Linked DNA regions of Mus musculus: region 1 is linked to region 2. Evidence: chromatin contacts called from public HiChIP or PLAC-seq data. All regions are on one chromosome and are shown on one strand. The core of a region is the stretch at or near the end of the contact, and the rest is flanking DNA. Distances in the headings are between cores, read along the strand shown.

Region 1 (6,969 bases), core at 3,264-5,763, 540 kb before region 2:
GCAGGCATATTCAACTTCACTTTGAGGAAAGATACTAGAGGAAGGGGCAGGGCGTTTGATTTTGTTCTGTTCTGTTTCACTTTCTCTGCTTTACACATCTTTCCAACAACACAGTCCCCAGGGACTTTCCCTCATTCTCTGTGCAGTTACACAGTCCCCAGGAGAGCCGTGATTTAGAGGAACCAGGGATTTACGCAGATCCTTAGGAGGGAAATCCACCATGGAGTGCGCTGTAATACTTTTGCCTCGAAATTAGAAAGCAGAACTGAAAATGTGCTGAATATAAAATTAAAATAAACTTATCTACCAATAAGACATAAAGCTTTTCAATATACAATGATCTTAATAAAAGAAAAACCAACATGGGTTCGGGGTGGGGAGTATCCTTTTTGGTCAGAGTGAAAGAAGAGCTAAAATGGAACCAGTCAGAACCACGGCTGTCAAAGGCAACCGTCTGCACTTGCACTCTGCTTCTTTACTGCACACCACAACATGAACACAGTACTAGTGTCAGGTGCCCAAGCCTAGGAAAGCTGGCGTGAGAAAGCCAAAGGAAATCAATCCGGTCCCAGGAAGAGCACAAACACGCTACTTTTCTAAGTCGCCAGCATTTCTAACAGCAACATTCTGTGGACGGAAACTAAAGAAAACGATATTCTTCTGCTTGATTTATCCTGGAAAATTAATCAGCTTGGCTTTTCACTGCAGGATGCCGTCTTAAGTTAATTCAAGGGGTCACACAGGCAGGCGAGCACTCCATGGTCTGCACAGTGCTGCAAATACTCAAAGACTGATGAGGGAGAGGACAGAGGGGAGAGAGACCCACCTGAGTGCGGGTTGGCCAGCTTTACGAACAGGAGGCTGCTCTTCTTCTTCTTCTTCGAGGCATCTTTTAAATGTTCTGAAAGGAAAAGGTGAGTGGGAAATTAAAGGCACTTTCTCTGCTGTGCCTCGCTTCACCCTGTTTTCCACTGTTCCACTTATTCGATTTTTCTTTCTAAAAACTTTGCTTTATCATTTGTGAGCCATGTGACCCTCAGTAAGCAACTATTTTCAATGTAAGCTACAGTGAGACTTGAAGTGTGTTTAATTTGCTTCTAGGGGCAGGGATGCGGGGCAGGCTTTAGAGTCAGATGTCTTAAGCTTTGCCACCTTGGCCAGGGCTTGATCATCTCCTCAGTCTTAGCCTCCTTTTAGAAGATGCTAATGGCGGTATTTAAAAACAAAACCAAAACCAAAAAACCAAAAAACCTTAAGCTAAGGAGTCAAAGGCACTCGCCATAATCAAACTGAAATACAAAATAAGTCCTAAATATATTTATGAAGGTCATTTAAAAAACACTAGTTACTAGACCTCTCTAGGTTTCATTTCTGACACCAATTAATCACAACCCTTGTCATTTTCTCAGTGGGGTTGTCATTTAAAAAAAAATCTTATGAACAGCCTTTATATAAAAAAGACAGTAACTGTATTTTAGCTCTATTTTTATAACTCTCTTTTGCCATATTAAGCATAGAGAATCTTCATATAACCCTATTTTTCATTATGTTTGTATCTTTTGTGTCATACTTTAGAAAGTCTTCTTCCTCAAAAACACATGTATTTTTTATATTTTCTATGGATATGTTAAATTTATATTTAGGTGATTCAGAATATACCCTGGGTTAAGATACTGTTAATAAATCTAATTTTCAATGAGTTGGTCATCTGCTTCAAAACCCACTGGGTGGAATCTTCAAAGTAACCGCTTAAATACACTGTGGTCTGTCTGCAGACATTCTTCTTTGATCCACTCATCTGCATCTGTCATAGAGTCAGACCTCAGGACTTTAATTATAATAGAATAACCTTATTCTGCAGAAAGCAAGTACCTGCACTGTTTCCTCCACAGGACGGGACTGTCAAAGTTTCAACTGCATAGATTAAAACATGGAAACCAAGATGGATGACACCTTCCATAGACTGAGCACCACAGTCAAAACTCAACACAGACACCAAAGAAACCAGGCAGCCAAGGAACACAACCCATCTACACAAGAGCACCCCAGGAAGATGGGCCAAGGAGCACACCTCATCTACACAAGAGCACCCCAGGAAGGTGGCCAAGGCTGCACACAGCCCATCTAGGTAAGAGCAGCCAGAGAGGTCTTGGTGAGGAACTGAGCTTCTTCTCCGTGCTCTGTGCATCCCATACACACAGAGATATTGCAAGCGGGTTCAAACACTGGCTTAGCCATAAAAAGAACACAACTTTTTCTTGAGCTAACAGCAGTGGGCTCACTGCCCTGGCATACTTCCTTGAGAGGGTTTCCAGGCCCTGGGGCAGAGGAACAAGGCAAAGCCTGGCTGACTTAGAGCTGACATGATAGAGCAGAGAGCTCCAAAGACAGGAGGGTGATGGCATCCATGTGGAAGAAGGCTGATAAAAAAGTCCCATCCCAAGTGTGTGCAGCAGGGCCTCTCTGGGGAATCATTGGGAAACTGCACTTCCCTTCCACATGCACATGAGACTCTCCATGAAAAGCAGAGATCCCAACTCCCATTCATTCTTCATGATCCCAGGGCATGAAATGGTAGAACACTCAACAGGTACTTCCCTGGAAGGAAGCAACAGTTACTCCTAACTGACAGCTGCTAAGATCTTGTCACACTAATTTAAAAGCAACAGCTAAAGGATCCAACTCAGTTTACCAAGTAACTTATTTTTGAAGTCCAAAATAATTAATAATACAAAAACATTCATCACTGTAAAAGGTAAATTCATGCCTGGCACTTAATCAAATATGACTAGATATTAAAAAATGTGGACAAGTATGACCCACGATGAAAGGTGGGGAAAAGGTCAATTATTACAAAAGAGATTTGTATTATATGGAACCAAATGAAAACGGCATAAAAATATACCTCATGCATAAAATGTTAAGGGAACAGAAAACCTTTAAATGATCTAAATCAAAATGCTGGAGAAGAAAAATCCAACAGAAAGAACTACTAGCAAAAGAAAAATGAACTTGAAGTTTCAGTAACAAAAAACGTTCCAAAAGCATAAATAAATAAATAAATAAACAAATTGATCTATGAGCCAGCTTCAGACCTCCTACTACGTGTGAGATGGATGCTTTCAAAAGAGGAGAAATAAGATGATAAACATATCTATTTGGAAAAGTTTCCTATTTGAAGAAAACTATAAACTCACACATCCAGGAAACTTGGTGACCCCAAAACACACAAGGAAAAAACAGAAGAAGTGTGTATGTGTGTGTGTGTGTCAGCATCATAGTATGCACAGAGAGGCAAGGCCAAGAATGACAGCTAAGCACGTGAAAACAACACAAGCCAGAAGACAATCCAGAAACATCCATAAACTAAACCACCGTCACTGTAAAGAGACTACCTTTGGACAAGGAGCGTGGAAAACAAAACTTCAGACACACAAGAGCTGAAAGGCATAATCAGGAACACACACACACACACACACACACACACACACTCCACAAGGAATGCCAAGGGAGATCCTTCTGGCAGAAAGATCACAAAACTAGATGCAGGAATCTAAAAAGGAGAATGTGTGACTAATAAAGGAGGGTTGTTCTTCTTATTTCAATCTCTTTAAGGACTGTTGACTGCTTAAGTTAAAGTAATTCAGAGTAGTGTTTACATCATATGTTCACAAAAATATATGACATCAGCTTAAGTCCAGAGAGCTGTAAGAATAATACCTTGTGAGTTTCTTGTGCCATCTGTGAAGTGATAAGGTAGATACAACCAATTAAATGTGTACAAGAAACCCTATGGCAGTCACTAAAATGATAAAATCCCCAAACTGTCACAAATAAGACAGTAAGGCGATGAAACTGAATTGTAAAATAATACTCATTTAACTCAAAAGAAAGAGGGCAAACAGACACAAAGAACATGTATGATAAACGAGAAACAGCAGGACAGCAGATGCAACCCCAGTTACATCAGTAAACACATCCACATGGCGACGGTCTGAACATCCCAAGGATAAGCAGGAACTCAGACCGAATTCAAAAGCAAGGGGGAAACTGTATGTTGCCCACAGGAACCACACGTAGACATAAAGACCGAAGAAGAATGAAGAGAGGCAGATGCTAACAGACCTTACCAGGGAACTTTAAAAAGTCACTCTATAAAGATTGAAGGGTCACTTAACTAAGAAGGTGTGTCACTCCTAAATGCTTCCTCACCAAACACAAGCTACAGAACACGCGAAGCACACAGTTGGGAACGCCTGAACACCTCACCCTGACAGGCACTAATCTGTGCTCCCCGAGTCTGTTTTAAGAATGTTACATAAAGAGAGGGGTGCGGGTTCAACTGTCAGAACTGGGTGAGACTCTTTCTGGAATGACCGTCTAGACTGAAATGTAAGTTAGAAAGTTTGGTCCTGATAGAACTTTCTAAAATATCAAAGTTGCCCCCCACGCCCATGTTTCTTGCCTAGCGAGCTCCACTCAGCTCCCTGTGTCTGAGGCACAGGAGCCAACAGCCTTCCCCACATGACTTCCTCGTGCCTCATGGCAGACGCTTCATCGGGACTTGAAGCATTTTGACTACTGTATATTTTATCATGAGAAAACTGTATTGAGTGTTTCTCTTCCAGCTTCCCCATTCCTCCAGAGCCCCAAATAATTAAACATTACAGGGCCAAGTCAACTAAAGAACAGAACCATTTCTAGAAGCTCTCCGGAAGCAACAGTGTTTTTATCTTTGCCACAGCGAGCAGTGAGAAGATCTTCAGGACATCTGCAGCTACAGAGCACAACCAGAGAGTCAGTAGGCCACTCCCACAACGCTGACATGCTCTGGGAACAAAGGCAGGCTGCATGAAGATGTCTAGTTTGTGGGGAAAATGATATTTCCTCACGCAACAACTCGCTGCTGGACTGAATCAACATGAAATCAACTCCAAATGGGCTAAAATGTTCAAATATAAAATTACCAGAAGAAAATACCTGTGTTTTGGTCTGATCAAAGACTTTCTGGGATCTAATTCCAAAAGTACAGACAACAAAGGCCAAGATAACAGGTGGCATTACATCACACAAAAGCTTTTCCACAGCAATCAGAGAGCAATCAAAAGAGAAGAGACAAGCAGATGTTAATTGCTGTGCTCCCTAAAGAACTCAGATGCTTATATAAAAACGAAGTTCTTTTAGATACTGCAGAAGTTTCAGAAATAAATATATTTCCTCTAAATTTGAAAAAAAAAAAAATCAGGCAATGTTTTTTGCCGGACCAAAAATCCTAACAACAAATCCACAATGACAAATGCCACCAGGATCCGGCCTCTTTTTGGCTCCCTTTAGCATCCTAACGGGACAGTATCCAACGCCTAGTTGGCCTTCCATAAATGCCTTCTCGTTGACAGATTGCATGCAGGCACAGCAAGATGAGCACCAGCCCTCCAGTCCTGAGCCACTTTGTCCTCAGCTGTTGTAGTTCCACTCACTTTATGCTGCTCTTTCCTGAGCTGGCTCAGGCTGGGAATATCACACAAACAAAGCTTTTCCCCAACACACCTCTTATCCCTTGTCTTTAGCCCTGCCCATCAATCCCTCTGGTCCCTCACCTCATGATCATCTAGTCCCTGTTGGCCGGGGAAGGACCCAGCTAGTGCAACCTGGTATAGCACTGCATTATCCAAAGGAAATGAAGAGCAGTCTGTAAATTCAAGTTCCATATGCAACTTAAATTTTCCTATTAGTCACTTAAGCATAGGTAAAATAAAATTTAATCACATACATTATTTACTCAAAATACTTTCACTGCACCACACACACATATGAGATATATGCCTGCCACAACATTGTCTGTGGCTTTGTATCAGATGGAGACAGCTCCCTTTTCTTAAACTGCTGAGGACTTTGGTCATGAAAGATGCTCTTCCTGTGGCTGACATGATTGTCTGATTTTTATTCTATCTGCAGGGCATATTTCACAACGTGACTCAGTCTTTTCTTTCTGAATAAATCCTACTTGCTCACACATACTTTTCCACAATGGATTTGTTTCTAGGTGTTTAGGAGTCTCGCATTTATGTGCATAGACTATAAACTGACTTCCTCTGTGATGCTCTTGCCTGCTTTGCAGGCCCCACGGACCAAGTATGCCTTCTTTTCCTAGTTTTTGCAGGATCAATTTTATTTTTCAGTGTCTAAGAGGATTCTCTAATGAAGCCATCAGGAACTGGGCTTCTCCTGTGGAAAACAGGCTACTAATTTAGTCTCTTTTCTGTGGTCTATTCAGATCTCTTTCTTGAGATCTGATTTTGTAATTGTTCTATTCAGGAGTCTGCCAGTCTCATCTGCAATACCTATGTCATTCCCATAACCCCTCCCCACTTCTGTAAGGTCAGCAGCAATGAAAGGTCCGCCTTTTCCACCTTGGTCAGTTTGGCGAACGATTTGTTATCTGCTTTCGAAAGGACCCGACTTCTGCTTTGCTGGTGTTTCTGGTGTCTGACTCTGTATTTCTTTTCTTCCTCCCCTCTGCTTCGCTGTGGAGCCAGTGAGCTTCCCTGTGGTAGGTGAGGTTCCTGGACCCAAGGTCTTTCTACTTTAATAATTTCATAATGTGCAGCTCTGTATCTTACTGGGTAAGCACTGTCACCTGCATTTCATAAGCCCATGTTTTATTTTCTTGCCTCAAAGTATTTTTTAGTTTCCCTCATATTTTCCTTTGGCTTCACTTGTAATGGGGCTGTGTTGTTTAATTTCTGTATATTTGTGAACCACCCAAATTTCCTTCTGTAATTGTCTTGCATTTTCACTTCAGTGTTCTTGCAGAATGTATTTGGTATAGTTTTGATCATTTGACATGTTTGTGTTATAACCTGTTAGGTAGGACTGACTTACAGTGCTGGTTAGGTCTTGTTTGGGGGGAAGCTGGGAGATCATCTTGTCTGGTCCTTTATAAACAGTCGTCGTCTGTGTGCTTTCTTA
Region 2 (7,401 bases), core at 465-2,964:
ACATCATTTTTTTCCTCATGAAATAAAGCCAGTTCACAAGTGATCTGTTTGTAATTCAACAGATGCAATGAGGGAAATAACCAGAACAGAGTTCACTCTCAATATGACACAGCAGGCACAGACTGTTAAGTTATATACAGTAATGGGTGCATTCTGTGGTGTGTGACTTCTATCTCAATAAAGCCATTTTTAAATGACAGGATGAGACTCGAGAGAAGAAACTTACAGTAGACAGGAGGAGCGGTCCTGCATATTGTATGGAATTAGAGGAGAATCTGACAGGTCAGTGAATAGCTAAAGTGTGTTTGATCTGTTGATATGCGTACGCTTCCAGCACCCTAGCAACTCGCACCAACAATGTAGTATATGCTCTGTTTGCATCTTCATTGTTAATGTTTCGTTTAAATGTTTTAAGTATTACCACACTAGAGGCTATGGAGACGGTTCAGTCAATACAGTATTCCAGGGCAATAAAGCCTTGCAGTTATGAGAGTGAGAGTTCAGACCCATAGCATACACATAAAGACTAGGCACAGCAGTGCACATCTATAACTCAAAGGCTATGGGGTTGAAGACAGGGCAATCCCCAGAGCCTATAAGCAGCCAGTCTACTGAAACTGGGTAAGCTCCTTGTTTCAAAACTAAAGAAATATGGGATCTGAGTCCTCTCTCTCTTTCTCTCTCTCTCTCTCTCTGGGTGTGTGTGTGGGGGGGTAAGGTGCTTGCTACATAAATATGAAGACCAAAGTATGAATCTGTGTCACACCGCCACACATCTGTAGTCCCAGCACAGTGGGTATATGGGTCTGATGGTCAGCTAGTCTGGCACAAGTGAAAAACTCCAGGTTCAATGAAAGACCCTCTCTCAAAAAGTAAGCCAGAAAGAAGCAGAGGAAGACACATATGTTGATATCTAGATACACACACACATGCACACACACACACACACACACACACACACACACACACACATGTGGAAAGTAACTGAGAAAGACACCCTACACCTATCTCTGGTCTCCACCTGCCCGTGTACCATGCACATGCACACAAAGACTGAAACACCCACACACAAACACATGGTGCAACACATAATACACAAAAGAGTTACCATATTAAAACTCCAGCACACTATCAATATTGCATAAATAAGTTATATGTGTAATCCCAGAACACAAAGGAAAAAACTTACCTGAATTTTTCTCCAGTTTTTGCTGGAAAGCATACACTAGATCAGTCTACAGAATTAGGCGAAGTCTAAGGAAATTCTATATCCTGTCCAATTAATTAAGGGGTTACAAGCAATGACAGTAAATTAATTTTTCTTGCTTCAACCAAACACAAGCATCTCAAAGGTCTTGGGTAAAGAGCTGACCAGTGACTCTGTGGACTGCTCTCATCATCATCTCCAGCAGTCTAAGCCCCAGGACAGGGAGACTTGGTCAAAGCAGACAATCCACAGCTGGGGTGTCAGTTCATTTTTGACTCACCATCTCTACACTACATGAAGTGGAGATCCTGAAAATGAACCAGCTCATTAGATAACTTGATTGCTATCTGAATTTCGGCCAATGTACACAGCCTGCAGGTGGAAGAAAGAAATATAATATCCGATTTCGTAAGCAACATTCAACTGCAGGTGCAGAGTGCAGCCTTCTCACTAGGAAGGAAACTGCACTGAAAGCATCCCTGGTTTAAGACAGTCCTGGAGGCTCTGCCTCTTTTCCTGTCCCTTGGTTCTGCTTTCACTGTGCTGACTCCAACACTTAGACTCTCTCTCACCCAAGAATGAAGCTGGCCACTGGAAACTTTACAATCACACTGTCTTTATAGCAAAGGAACCCAGCAGAAAGATCAAGCCTTATCCCAAACAGTTCCAGCCCAGGGCAGGCTTGGACAAACTGTCTGAGTCACATGTCCTCTCCCCAAGTGTCACTACAGTCAGGCACATGGGGCTCCTTGATGGTCCAGGCTTGGGCCACATGCAGCCTTGACTCTAGAATGCTGCAGTCAGCCCCATGAAAGACTGGGGAGGCGTGGCATCCACAGAGATAGCAGGCAGGCAAAAGCTTGCACCCCACACACACAGTAACTACCTTTCATGGCATAGTAATTTGGCACTGATGGCTGTAGCCTTGGGCTTTGGAAATTTACCAAAGTTCTGTCTCCAGTACATGGATAATGCTGCTAACCTGGGATGGGAATAAGTAATTCCAAATCAGAGACAGAAGAGGCATTCAGGGAAAGTCTGCCTGCCTGCAGATCACCTTCACTCTGAACTTGGGGGAGGCATGTCTAAGATGCATCTGACACTGACATCTTGACTCTTGGGTTAGCTTGTGTGTCAGCCTATGTGTGTGCTGGCATTTTTTATGAACGTATAAGTACCATTCCACAGCAGCCCCTGATGGGGTTCACAGGCTGTGAAATGTAACAAAGCAGATAAATATCTTGGAAATGCTCATAGTTTCTTTGATGGACATGTGAAAACATTAAATAGGAGCCTCCCAAATGTTTCCTTTCAGCCTCATATCATAGGAAGAACCAAGATTTCAGTAGGCTGCAAATGATGGAGCTGATTTTATACAGAGTGCTCCAGGTATCAAATTGTTTGATGCTGCTGTTGCTGGCTCTTCTTCTTCTTCCTCTTCCTCTTCCTCCCTCTTCTTCCTTCTCCTCCTCCTCCTCCTCTTCCTTCTCTTCCTTCACCTTTTCCTCCCTTTCTCTCCCTTTCCTCTCCTTCTCCCTTCTTTCCTCTTCTTCCACCCCATCCTTCCTCTCATCCTCCTACAATGTCCTCCTCCTCCTCTTCTTCCTCTTTCTCCTCTTCTAGATAAAGGGTCACTATATTTCCAAGGCTTGCCTTAAACCCCTGGGCTCAAGTCATCTTTCTGTTTCACCCTCTCAAGCTTCCCTGGGAATACTGATTCACACCACTTCCCTGGGATTCACTGATTCACACCACTTCCCTGGGAATACTGATTCACACCACTTCCCTGGGATTCACTGATTCACACCACTGCACTTGGAATTATTTTTTATGCTACATAATATCATATGCCCTTGTAGTAGTTTGAATATGTATGGCTCCCATAGGCTCATAGGGAGTATAGCCTTGTTGAGTAGATATGGCCTTGTTAGAGAAAGTAAAAATGTGTCATGCGGGGAGTGGGAGCTTTAAGATCTCCTATACTCAAGCTATGCCCAGTGTCACTCATAGTCTTTCCTTCTGCTGCCTGTTGATCAGGATGTAGAACTCTCAGCTCCTTCTCCATCAACATATCTGCCTGGATGTTGCCATTCTTCCTGCCATGATGATAATGAACTAGACCTCTGAAACTGTAAGGCATCCCCAATTAAATGTTTTCCTTAGTAAGAATTGCCTTGGTCACAGTGCATCCTAATAACAATAAAACCCTAACACTCCTCAAAGAAAAACAGTATGTCTCTTCAAAAATGTAATTCAGAAGTTGCCTGCAATATGTACCTTGGTTTATGATGCCTTACCATAGCACTTTTGAGAATAGAGTATGTTTTCAAAGTCTGATAGCTCCTAGTTTCATTCTGTTGCTGTGGTAAAACACTGGCCAGAAACAATTTGGGGAAGGAAGGGTTTATTTGGCTTACACTTCCAGGTTGCAGTCGATCACTGAGTTAAGTCAGGGCAGGAATTCAGGAAGGAATCATGAAGGAGAGCTGCTTGCTGGCTCAGTCACAAGCTTCTACTTCCCTAATTTCCTTATACAGCCCAAGACCTAGTGCCCAGGAATGATATCTCCTATGGTAGCAAGAGAACACACAGTCTTTCCTTTGTGCTCAGAATTATGATTTTAATGATCACGCAGGGAAAGTGTACTTGCGTTAAGACACCACCAGCCACACCCACCTCCTCTACGAAGTTGTAAAGTTCTGACAAGAGTGATGAATTCCAGTTTGAGCCCACCAGCAGGAGACAGATACCTTACCAACTATCTGAAGAAAGATCATTAAGGCACAAGACTGAGCTTATGAAAGTAGGGTAAAGGGGCACCTCACAGGCATCAAGGAGAAAGGTCTTTACTGAGCAAATGAAGACTCAGAGAGTCTTTTAAAGGCTGAAGTTCAGACTGCTAAAGAAATAACATTCATAATTGATCCTGGTATCTCCCAGCTTGAAGGAAGGGCTCCCTGCGCTGAAAGCCTTGCAGAGTGGGGTATCTCTGTAACGATGTGGAGACAGACCCTACAAGTGCTGCAAAACCACAGTCTGGATTCAGTTGGGGCAGCAGTCCAGGGACTGCTTCCCACACAATAAAGAAAGCTACTGGGCTAATGCCCACAGGGGTAGGAAACAGTTTTCCAGAGTCCTTCCAGAGGCCCCTACAGACAGAGCTCGACATAGACACTGCAGACAAAGCAGCAACACAGTATTTAGGGGGCCAATCCCAGCATCCAAAACAGGAAATGAACCACTGAAAATCGGTCTTCTTTGTTATTGCAGCAAAGCCTTGCCTAATCTCAAAACCAACAGGTGATCATAGACGTCAGGAGATGGTCACTTCTTAGTCCTTGGACTGCCTGGGGACTGGTGCTGATCCATGACCCAGGTGTTAGTTTAAGGGAACAGAGGTTTGTCTTTTGTACACCACTACTTCCTGATTCTCTCTGAACGTCCTAGTTCTGATTTTGCAGTCTAAAAGAGACAAACTCTGCCTCACTCCAGCACAGAGTTTCATCACTTGTTAAAAACTCCTTAACTTAAAAAGCTACGCTCACATCTCAAGTAGAGCTTTGAATTAGAAAAGGAAGTTGTAGGGGGAAAAAAGAAACATATAAATGTGTGTGATATATATAAAATATCATTATGTAAACTTATATAACACCAGATATAAATATATAAACATTTCTTTTCTCCACTTCCTACACCAGAAAATATGTGGTATATCTGTGTACAGATGTGTGTGTTGTACAACTGTATGCCTTACATGTCAACCGTTCCAGAGACTGTCACCACAGAAAATCTTTTCATTTTCCCCTCAAACAGCTAAGGCAGCACACTGCATCAGAAGGTCATGGTACAAAGAGAAGAGAGAGGAAGTATGTAGAAGTGAAGATGAACTGCCATCCCTAGGGTAGCCACTGGGCTCCATGTAGCTGGTGTTGATGGGTGTGTAGGCTTAAGGGTTGGTAGAATTAATGGGGCCTCTTAGAGGGTCTAGCTTGGATCCCAGTTATGGGTTGACTGTGGCGTCTGAAGACGGCACCTCTGCTAATGGGAATGTTTCAGGAGCTGGTCCATCCCTGTGTCTGAGAAGCGACATTTGCATTGGGCTACCCAAACACACAGAAGTGAGGTGGGCACAGGGAGTTCCCTGCACACAGTCTCGGGGTGGGGGGCACCCAAAAACAGAGCCGTAGAGGGCTGGGAAGTGAGCTGCAGAGTTATTCTCATGGCACTAGAGTTCTGTGAAATTTGCCGTCAAGTTAGTTCTGGGCATGAAAGTAAATTCAGGCAATAGCACTCACAGCCTGTGGTAGGAAATACATACCTGCAGGATCAAAGCCTAAGGCAGTAGTTCTCAACCCAGGGGTCTAACAAGCCTTTCAAAAAGGCCCCATATCAGATATCCTACATATCATATGTTTACATTATGATTTATATAACAGTAGCAAAACCACAGTTATGAAATAGCAACATTAATAATTTTATGGTTGAAGGTCACCACAACTTGAGGAAGAGTATTAACCGTGCACAGCATTAGGAAGGCTGAGAACCACTGGGTGACCACAGCTGGACCTCTGTCCTCTGAAGGTCAGGCCAACACCCTTCTAGATACTTCTAGATGTTCCTGAGTATATTGAATTACACAGAAATTATAGTTTTAAAGAAATCAAACAATTTCTTATATTTAAAAAAGGCATTTTGCCATTCACAGAGGCTTGAGACATCCAGATGTCAAATTTTAGTACATATTACACTCTAAATCACTGGGAGAAAAATGTCTCGGAACAGCATCTTCAAATAAAAAGCCTTGGACCAATTACGGACTCATCTTTCGTGCCCTTTCATGCCAAAGCTAACATACTTTTAACGAGATATAGCAGAGCTCAACACCAAATATTAATTTCTCATTGACACAAAGTTTATATGCTCAGGAATTTATCATTAGGCACATCCAAGTGATCAAAAATAGACACTCACACATCTATGTACTGATTAAGCACATCTGCACATAGGAGGCGATCAGTGGAAACAGTAAAGAATATGCAATATGAATGATAACGTGAAATGAACATAAAAGCAAAGAGGAACTCCAAAGGGGAAATAAGAGTCAACAGATATCAGAGTTCAGAGTACAGTCTCCCACTGCTATTCCCGGGCATATAAGCTTTGTGTGAATGAGAAGTTAATATTTGGTGTTGAGCTCTACTATATACAGTTAAAATGTTAGCTTTGGCATAAAAGGGCACTGGGGATGAGGAAATAATTGGTTCAAGGCTTTCTGTGTGAAGAGGCATTTTCCTGCCAGTAAGTTATAATATAAATAAAATGTAAATAATAATATATAAATAATAAAGTACAAATATAAATACTAAAATGTATAGTGCTAAATGTTGAAATGTGGATGCCTCAAACCTATGTGAATGGCCAAAGGCTTTTGTTTTCCATGAGACTGTTCATTTTCTTTAAAAAATATAATTTCAATGTAATTCAATAAGGGATGATATTGCTTGAATTCAGGACATCTAGAACTAGCTAGACTAGCATTAGCCTGGCCTTTGGAGGACAGAGGTCCAGCTGTGGCCATCACATGTTAGGGTGGTGTGAGAAGCTGGTGAGGTGTGGGAGCAGCAGCTGCAACTGCATACCCCACCACATATATGTTATCCTCAAATTATTTTGAGTGCACAAATTGGAATTTATCTATGAGGATAGTGGTTTTAAGGGGATATAGGAGAGATCTGCCCTGGATGCTGACATTGACCATACCATGTGTTGTAAACGAGTGTTCTATTGCAAGAACTGAGGTGAGTGGGTGGGCTACTCATCTATGCTTGCTTTGAACTAACGTACATGCCAGTTCTTGGGGTGCTTTCTGATCATTAAACAGTTCTAAAGAACATTCTGAAGGGAAGCTTCACGCTATGCAGAGCCTCGGAGAGCAAGATTTTAGGTACCTGAGGGGCAGAGGCAATCTACAGAAACCATGAAAGACTCCGCAAAAGTTGTTGCCAATCCAGACAAGCATGCCTAAAGCCAATGAGCTCCCTAGGCTCCTCCCCATAGCGCCTTTCTATCCAAGGCTCCTCCCCCTCATGCGTTTCCATCCAAGGCTCCTCCCCTTCATGCCTTTCCATCCAAGGCTCCTCCCCCTCGTGTCTTTCCATCCACTGGGCTGAGAGACATCATGCCCTGGGAGGGAC

The links. HiChIP or PLAC-seq counts read pairs in DNA pulled down with a chosen protein or histone mark.
Region 1: an H3K27ac HiChIP or PLAC-seq map of microglia shows a contact between it and region 2, with 5 times the contacts expected there. The contact joins two enhancer-like sites. A contact is called at or near these places in 1 of 39 promoter capture datasets (embryonic stem cells) and 6 of 115 datasets of contacts at active chromatin or transcription factors (embryonic stem cells and microglia).

Annotation. Positions count from the first base shown.
Region 1 is chr14:62,340,500-62,347,468 of GRCm38.p6, reverse strand. Rnaseh2b (ribonuclease H2, subunit B) reads right to left here. Exons shown (of 11, transcript NM_026001.3): 2 at 827-901. Among named protein-coding and RNA genes, the nearest start is that of Rnaseh2b, 12 kb to the right of the region's middle. Within about 2 kb of position 4,513, at least 110 of the 459 cell types and tissues checked have an H3K27ac peak or open chromatin away from gene starts, as enhancers often do. A contact at or near this core is called in microglia, where this site is marked.
Region 2 is chr14:61,798,349-61,805,749 of GRCm38.p6, reverse strand. No RefSeq gene overlaps it. Among named protein-coding and RNA genes, the nearest start is that of Gm35247, 16 kb to the left of the region's middle. Within about 2 kb of position 1,714, at least 13 of the 459 cell types and tissues checked have an H3K27ac peak or open chromatin away from gene starts, as enhancers often do. A contact at or near this core is called in microglia, where this site is marked.